Linked DNA regions of Mus musculus: region 1 is linked to region 2. The links are chromatin contacts, called in public HiChIP or PLAC-seq maps. All regions are on one chromosome and are shown on one strand. The core of a region is the stretch at or near the end of the contact, and the rest is flanking DNA. Distances in the headings are between cores, read along the strand shown. Region 1 overlaps Gm36723 (a long non-coding RNA gene). Region 2 overlaps Kidins220 (kinase D-interacting substrate 220).

Region 1 (4,470 bases), core at 478-2,977, 340 kb after region 2:
CACACACACACACACACACACACACACACACACACACACACACACATGCAGAGAGAGAGAGAGAGAGAGAGACCAACATTTATCAGATGTTACCAAACTATTTCAACAATTGCCTTGCACAATACAGTTGAGACAATAAAATTGAAAATAAATTAAAGCCATTTAAACAACTGTTTTATGGAACAAATATACATGATTTGAATATTTATGATGAATAAAATCAGATTAAGTTGCCGACCCTCCCTCCCCCATCTGTCATCAATGATGCAAAACTTCTGGGAGTAAGTTATTGAGTTTTTGTGACACTCTTTGCTTAAATATAAATAAACTAATCACATTTTCCAGCTTGTAAAATAGTTCATTAAGTTGAGGAGGCAGCGAAAATGGTACCCTACCCCCAAGAAGCATATGATCAGCTATGCAGGATGAGGGGAATTGAATATGGTTCAACATCTAAATAAAGGGAATCTCCAAAGCATAAGAAATCATAGCAAATTTTATACAGCTGATGACCATGTTTTATATTGACTCTAAAAATACTGTTAATTTAAAAAATAAGTTTAAAGTGTTTTGACACTGTCCCAGAGTAGCCTGAGTGTGCTATAGGTGTTAATTCTGTAGGATTGTCAATCCTCATATCAGGGCTCCATATAGACTCAACATCTCACCCCTCTCATTGCTGCTTCTGCTCACCTTGTTGTCATTCTGTTCATGACACTCAAGTCTCCATGTTGCCTTTGTCATTATTTTCTGCTCACCCTGACTATATTACTTTTATGCCATTATGACCAGACTATTAAATGAAGCAACTTGGGAGAGATGGGTTTATCTTGGCTCACATTTCAGGAGATTTCAGAGTAGTGCCCTTATTTTGAACCCCACATAGAAACCCATATATATCTCCATATCCTTACCCTGAATTTCATTTACTTATTATTTATTTTATAGAACTGGATATTGAACCCAGGGCCTCATCAATGCTCAGCAAGTACCTCATCACTGGCCTGTATCCCCAGCCACCAGCTTCTATTTTTATTTCAAGGCAAGTTCTTTATTTAGTTGCCCAGTTGGCCTTGAACTTACTCTGTAACCCACAGAGAACTTGAACCTGGGATCCTCCTGCCTCAGACTCTATTCCCATGATGCCAGGGCTCTAGGATTATGCTACCATGCATGTCTCAGCATCCCTAATTTCAATGAGTTTACAAAGTCCCTTTGCCCTATGAAATAACACAGTGACAAGCTTTGAGGATGAGAGTGTGTCTACATTCTTTGATGGTTCATTTTTCAGACAGCTTTTTTTTTTTTATTCTGTCAATTTTTGGAACATTTGAGACTTGGCCCTTGGCCCCTGGTCCCATTTTCTTCTCTAGCCAAATTTTACAAAAGGGACCACTAAGGGCTATTAAGGTTTTAATCACTATCTATATTAGAACCCAAATCTGTATCTATATCTTATCTGTCTACAGGTCTATGGTTCACTTGGATGTCCAGTACAGAAGATAAAGCCAACGAGAAGCTATGGATGTTGAGAATGGTGAAAGGGTGAGTGTGAGAGATAGGGGCAGTGGGCTGGGAGACAACATAGGGAGCTGCCCTGGTGTAGGGGCAGAAGCGAATGTCAGTTAGCCAGGTCTCATGCTGATGGAAGTGGACAGTATAACATGCAGCTGGGGTGAAAGGGGAACTGGACAGGGGAAGTAGATAGGGCCATATTACAAACCTTTGTTGTTTACGTTCAAAGTAGCAAGCAGCTACCCAGGGAGTTTAAACAAAAGGCGGTGGCTAGCAGCCCTCACCAGATGTGTCATATGGCTAAGGAAATTGGGAAAACACAAATGCCTCAATACCCAGAAGTTAAAGTGTAGCCTAGAAGGACAGACATGAAAAAAAAAGCCACATACTATCAGGGCAAATCTAGCATTAACTAACATTGAACCTCTCCCTTGGAGGACTGCTCATATGAACACCCTTGGGAAGGACCTGGACATCAGATGCTATAAGCTGACAGTCACCCTCCCTACAAAGGAGAACATGATCGACCTCGACAAGATCACAGCTATATTGGGCATGTCATGCTTTTTCAAGTACAGTGGGAAAGAAGTTTGCTTCACCCAGAGAGAAGCAACTCTGTTTTCCCAGGTGGAAGTTAAGGTTTGATCAATGCTCGCAGGTGACTATTTGTAGCTCAGAGGGTCCCAGGGTGTCCTTGGATCTGTTCCGTGTTTGCTCACTCGCCTGCTGTCTGCTGTCTCCTTGATTTCTTGATTTCATTAGGAGATAGGAGCTTATAATACTGTGGAGAAATGTAAAGCTATTAGTGGGTCATTGTTGAAGTCAGAGCATGCCCTGTTAAGCTTCTTAGAAAACCAGTGGTAGCCAATGATACAGGGATTAAGCTCTCTCTCTCTCTCTCTCTCTCTCTCTCTCTCTCTCTCTCTCTCTCTCTCTCTGTATACTTGGTGAATGGTTCATGAACCAATCTGTCATGAGGAACTTAAATGTGATAAGCTCTGTCAGTGAGGGCACATGGGCTGTTGCTGAATTCAATGACTTTTTCCTCTTACCTCTCTGTTTTGCTATTTTCCCAGACCCGAAGCACCATTTCCAAATGTTTCTGTCACCTTGGAGCAATGTTGGGCAGTCATTCAGGTGCTCCTAGGCTTCTGCTAATACTTAGAGTTGAAATGATAATAGGATATGATGGTTAGACTAGAGGATGGACAGATAAATGATAAAACATCATTTTAGGGCATGCCTGTGAAAGTGTGTGAATGTCCGTGTGTGTGTGTATGTGCATGCATATTGCATGTTCATATATGTGCATATTCAAGGCTGCTCATGCCTATGTGTAGCCATGCTGAGGCCAGAGGAAGACCTCACGTGTTTGAAAGAATCTGCCCTTGTGATCCCTGGAAGTCAGATTTTTGACTGTAGGTCCATTTAGGTTGCCTGAGATCAGAACCATGATCTAGGACTACTTCTTCCCCTCCTTCTCCTAAATACTCTGAGGGCTGTGGGTACACCAGTATGATGGTGAGACCCACAGAGGAGCGTAGCCTGGTCTTCCTTCCCCTGGGTGCAGTTCTCTGTGTAGTGACTCTGGACAAGTGTCTCAGTCTGTTCTTGTCTTGGCCTTCTTGGTTATAGCAGGAGGAATTCGCATAGGGTGAATTTCATAGGCCATTAGCGTATGTGATGTGGCAGCCACTCCCAAGCTTTCTGTTATCTTTACCTCCAACTTCACCTCCTTTTACCTTTGTTCCTAAGCTGTTGAACAGCTGACACCTCTCCCTCAAGGTCCTTGAGTCCCAGCAGAGGACTTCACACCCAGGTTGGCGAGCCTTTTGCTCAGAAGGAATAGTGGACTGGCGGGTGTTCTCTTCTTGTTTAACAGATATTTTTAGCTTTTCTAAAAGCTTCTCACTCACTCCAAGTCTTAAAAAGGACGAAACTGTTCCAAAAATGCTTATGTTCTGACAGGAGTTGAGAAGTTTTTTTTTTTTTTTCCTCTTCTCCAAACAATCCCTCACTGACATGGTGAAGGGGAAGCCGGAGTGTAGGGACACCATACTAGATCCCAAGAGCTAGGGCAGTGGGCTCTGTGAGCTTGTAGTAGGTGAGCTTTCTCAATCAAATTGGTCCTGAATATTTTGGGTTGATCTTGCATGGCTGTGTGTGTAGGGTGTGCACGTGACAGAATCATGAGGTAAACTAAAGGTTCCTTTTCACCAACCATCCTCCTGGTAAATGTGACTTTTTTAAGTCACAAGGCCATGTTGATGGCAGCAGGGATGGTCAGAGAGTCTGGTCCCAAAGCTGAAATGAAAAGTGACCCCAAACTGAAGCAACAGTTTGCATAGCTGTCAAGACTCAGTTTGAAATGGCCCAGAGGTTAATGTGTACTGCTCTTGTGACAGGAAAGAGGGAGAGAAGCACCCAGTCAAGTAGTCCTCTAGTGACTACTGGCATCTTTATACATTATTGCTGTTCTTACTCTTTAGGACAGTCTTGGAATTGGGTCTAATTTATATTTTTGATTCCTTAAAATTAGCTAGTCACTTGGTAATTGCTAAGCTGTTGGATCTCAGACTTTTTGATTTGTGTCTTTCAGAGCTAATTCAAAACTTGCTCATATTCTGAAATAATGATTTGGCCCCGTATCTTGATGAAAAAAACAAAAAACAAAAACAACAACAACAAAAAAGAACCAACCATGATTTAGTTTCATTTACATCAAACTCAAAGCACACTGTGAATGCAGCCTCTTCAAGGGGATGCTTGCTATTCCTTTGCAGAGATTGTTTATATCAACATCAGTCCAAGATCAAAGAATATCTCCCTCTAGCCCATGATGCTCAGTCCCATTTTCTAGAGGTCAACAGTAGAGGCAGATGTCTGAGTGAATGCCTGAGTCAGGTAAGCGGGGGAGGGGGGGCGCAAATGTCCTCCTTTCATCCTGTATGTATG
Region 2 (4,479 bases), core at 162-2,661:
AGGTCTCATCACCCGGCTTGTCTTCAGAAATCTTGTCAAATTGGTTTACCCAGAATCTCTTGAAAGCTGACCTTCCCCGCCCCACGCTCCCTGACTCTTAAGCATCCACTTGGTGCTGTTTTGGAGTAGAATTGTTCTATACTGAGGTCAGCGTCCCTATCATTGTAAGTCTCAATGCTTTCTGCTTGGCTCTGGCTTTCTTTACACACTCCACTTGAATTTTGGTTTTTAAGTTTTAAAAGTTGTACACTAAATGCGGATACTTCTCTTAGCATTGTTAATAGGATTAAGGTAAGATTTGGCATAACGTCACTGGACCATCGCAGTGGGCAGTGTGCTTTCTTGACCCTCTTGCAGGAACAGTACTGTCCTGTACTTTAGCGCTCTCTGAAGCCTCTGTAATGGGGTTTGACGATGCAAACAATGATTCTTCTTCTCCCAAGGTCTTAGAAATGAGAAGTGTGGAAAACCAGGTGGTCCCCGAAGACCCACGTTTTCTCAATGAAAACTCCAGTGCCCCCGTTGCTCATGGGGAATCTGCTCGCCGCACTTCTCACAGTGAACTGCCCCACACGGAGCTTTCCAGCCAGACTCCCTACACCCTGAACTTCAGCTTTGAAGAACTGAACACGCTTGGCCTAGACGAGGGAGCCCCACGGCACAGTAATCTGAGTTGGCAGGTATTTATTTTGTGTCATTTTTCATATAATTGGAGAATAAAGACTGCAGATATTCTGGTGCATTAAAACACTCATTCAGGCAGTGTTGCTTGAGAACCCAGCTGGGCAAGAGCAAGGGCCATCTACTGAAGGAGTTGGGTTTATTTTGAAGGGGAAGAAATACAGAAGCAAAATACAGAGGAAGTTAAGTTATTCAGAATTGACAGGAAGAGTGAAAGCAGTCCCAGAAGACAATGGTAGGAGAGTAAGAATGGGGGGCTGGGCCTGATGGTGCACGCCTTTGATCCCAGCACTCCGGAGGCAGAGGCAGGAGGATCTCTGAGTTCGAGTCCAGCCTTGTCTACATAGAGTGAGGATGGGGCTGTGTTAGGGTGGTTGCAAACTTTCCTTTCTTTTGGTATTTTCCTGTGGGATATGGTAATTACCAGCCAAAGTGCACCTGTATGGAAGACTAGCTTCCTGCTGTCCTACTGACACCTTCAGTTTGGTTCCCCAAGTCACATACATAGGAGCACGCACTACGCATCCCACTTATTCTTTCTCTCATGTTGCTCAGGCTGGCCTTCAACCCCAGGGCTCAAGAGATTCCCCTGCCTCAGCAGCAGCCTGTGTGGTAGGACCACAGGCCTGTACCACGTCTTCTGTGGGGATATTCTTAGAGGTGTGCAGGCGTCAGAAGCAGAAGTACAAGTGGGGTATGCGTGAGGAGGAGGGAAGAGGAAGAAGGAGGGGGAGAACCAGAGCAGTGTGCAGAGGAGCAGTGAGGAAGTAACAGCAAGGAAGCTGTGCTCTGGACGGAGGGGAAGACCAAGCCTGGCGGGTGCTCCTGGGAGGGCTTTTGTCTGGCAGTGAAAATATTTTTAATTTTCTCCATACTGTGTGCCTTAAGTGAAGAAGTCATTTTTTATTATTATTAAATACTGACTATTGTAAGAATTGCTTTACAGTGTGCTCAGTTCATACTTGGTCCTTTGGTGTCTTTGTTCCGACAGACGTAGTTCCTTTCCTTTCCAGCTTTCTGAGAAACTGCTCCTCCTTACTCCCCTGCAGGTGCTTCCTCCTGTACCCTTCCATCCTCACTGCCTGCCTGCCTGCCTGCGGCTCTCACAGCCCTTTGAGCTTAGCCTTTGTTCTTAGCCTTAGGCAGGTCTCTGGGCTGGCAAGATGACTCAGCAATAAAGATGCTCCTACAACCCAGTGACCTGAGTGTGATCCATCCCTGGGACCCACATGCTTTAAGGAAAAAAAACCAACTCCTCAAAGTTGTCCTCTCACCTACACACACACACACACACACACACACACACACACACACACACACGTAATAAAAATTATCAGGGCCCAGAAAACTTTTGCATATGTAAGTTACTATAAATAGCTAAATAGAACCTGAAAATGTTTCTAAATATTTTAAGTAATTATATACTAGCATAAATAATATTTTTATAAAAAATGCTACTTTTTCAAACAAAACCGTCCAGTGGGAATGGGAATGTTTTAACATATCTTTATGATTGTCTTCATAGAAGACTGCTGGGTCCCCAGTTGCTCCTTCCCTCACATCTCCTGAGACAACACACATACATGTAGCTCTGGGCACTCCGTGAATGAAGGAGAGAAGGCACAGACCACCATCATGTCCTGCAGAGTGCAGTTCAGGACACATGGGTCCCCTGTACAGGGGCCCCACAGCCTTTGAGGAGAGCTGCATTAGTGGGTGGGGGAGGTATCACTCCTCTAGTCTGACAGCATCCTGTGGGACCTCTTCAAGGAGACAGATGCTGTCTCCTTTCCAGAGAAAAGATGGTCTCGCCTCTCTCTGTGCCTGGGTTCTAGCCTTTCCTGTGGTCTGATTGTAAACTCTCTTGACGCTGCTTCTTTCTTCCCCTGTTTCTTTTTTCTAATCTGTACTTTTAATTGTTCATTTGTTAGCGTTTCTACAGTCTAAAGCAGCTGGTCCCTTAAAGCCCAGTACTAGAAACTGAACTTAAGTCTCCCGTCCTGATTTCCCTGGGGTCCAGCGAACCCACAGCTTCTGTTGAGGTTCATTGCAAATCTGTGTTATCCCCCCACCCCCCATTTTAAGAACATTTCTTTCTCTGAATTAAAATTGGACAGGAACTTCCAATTTTGTCAAATAATTTGAGACAGGTTCCTTTATTGTACCTTAAAGACTTTGTTTTGTTTTTGCAGTCTGTCTTTGTTTCTTCTTTATCTCTTCTAAGAGGAATTCTTTCTAGAAGGTGCTTTTACCTTAAATAAAACAACTTGAAATTACTAAACACAAATGCTCAGATGACTTCTACAACCTGAAATTGTTCTTTTAAATATAAACAGTAAATTAATGTTGCTAAAAATTTCTAAGCTAATTACAGAATTATTCATGAACTCATAGCTTTTGTTAAACTGTTAGGTCGATTTTTTAAGACCCTAGAATTGTGATAACTTTTACATTATTAGTATACATATGTGTTTCCTAAGCTGATGTTTATTATGTATTTCCCCTTCTTATTTGAATTCTTAAATTTTTTTTTTCTGTCTTCACAGTCACAAACTCGCAGAACCCCAAGTCTCTCGAGTCTCAATTCCCAGGACTCCAGTATTGAAATTTCAAAGCTTACTGATAAGGTGCAGGCCGAGTATAGAGATGCCTATAGAGAGTACATTGCTCAGATGTCCCAGTTAGAAGGGGGCACAGGGTCGTCAACAATAAGCGGCAGATCTTCTCCACACAGCACATACTACATAGGTCAGAGTTCTTCAGGGGGCTCCATTCATTCTAATCTAGAACAAGAAAGGGGGAAGGAGAATGAGCTAAAGCAGGAGGAGGGGCGGAAGTCATTTTTAATGAAGAGGGGGGATGTCCTAGATTACTCCTCATCAGGGGTGTCCACTAATGAGGCCTCACCCCTGGACCCCATTACTGAGGAAGATGAGAAATCCGACCAGTCAGGTAGTAAGCTGCTCCCAGGCAAGAAGTCTTCAGAACGGCCTAGTCTCTTCCAGACAGACTTGAAGCTTAAGGGAAGTGGTCTGCGCTACCAGAAACTGCCCAGTGATGAAGATGAGTCTGGGACAGAAGAGTCAGATAATACCCCACTGCTCAAAGATGATAAGGATAAAAAGGCCGAAGGCAAAGCAGAGAGAGTGGCTAAGTCTCCAGAGCACAGCGTCGAGCCTATCAGAACATTCATCAAAGCAAAAGAGTATTTGTCGGACGCCCTCCTCGACAAGAAAGATTCCTCCGATTCGGGAGTGAGGTCCAATGAGAGTTCTCCCAACCACTCTCTCCACAATGAGGCAGCGGATGACTCCCAGCTGGAAAAGGCGAATCTCATCGAGCTTGAAGATGAGGGCCACAGTGGGAAGCGAGGGATGCCACACAGTCTGAGTGGCCTGCAAGATCCTGTCATAGCTCGGATGTCCATTTGCTCGGAAGACAAGAAAAGCCCCTCTGAGTGCAGCCTGATCGCTAGCAGCCCTGAAGAAAGCTGGCCTTCGTGCCAGAAGGCCTACAATCTAAACCGAACACCCAGCACTGTGACTCTGAACAACAACACTGCGCCCACCAACAGAGCCAATCAGAACTTTGATGAGATAGAGGGAGTCAGGGAAACATCCCAGGTCATTTTGAGGCCTGGGCCCAGTCCCAACCCAACTGCTGTGCAGAATGAAAACCTGAAGAGCATGGCGCACAAGCGAAGCCAGCGCTCCAGTTACACCAGGCTCTCGAAAGATGCGTCTGAGCTGCATGCAGCCTCCTCAGATAGCACGGGCTTTGGGGAAGAGAGAGAAAGCA

What was found. HiChIP or PLAC-seq counts read pairs in DNA pulled down with a chosen protein or histone mark.
Region 1: a contact with region 2 is called in an H3K27ac HiChIP or PLAC-seq map of microglia, with 4 times the contacts expected there. The contact joins two enhancer-like sites. A contact is called at or near these places in 1 of 115 datasets of contacts at active chromatin or transcription factors (microglia) and 1 of 9 other capture datasets (adipose tissue).

The regions. Positions count from the first base shown.
Region 1 is chr12:25,397,209-25,401,678 of GRCm38.p6, forward strand. Gm36723 (a long non-coding RNA gene) reads left to right here. Exons shown (of 12, transcript XR_001780577.2): 9 at 1,470-1,545. Among named protein-coding and RNA genes, the nearest start is that of Gm36723, 44 kb to the left of the region's middle. Within about 2 kb of position 1,728, at least 26 of the 459 cell types and tissues checked have an H3K27ac peak or open chromatin away from gene starts, as enhancers often do. A contact at or near this core is called in microglia, where this site is marked.
Region 2 is chr12:25,053,355-25,057,833 of GRCm38.p6, forward strand. Kidins220 (kinase D-interacting substrate 220) reads left to right here. Exons shown (of 32, transcript NM_001081378.1): 31 at 444-680; 32 at 3,228-4,479. Among named protein-coding and RNA genes, the nearest start is that of Id2, 40 kb to the right of the region's middle. Within about 2 kb of position 1,412, at least 79 of the 459 cell types and tissues checked have an H3K27ac peak or open chromatin away from gene starts, as enhancers often do. A contact at or near this core is called in microglia, where this site is marked.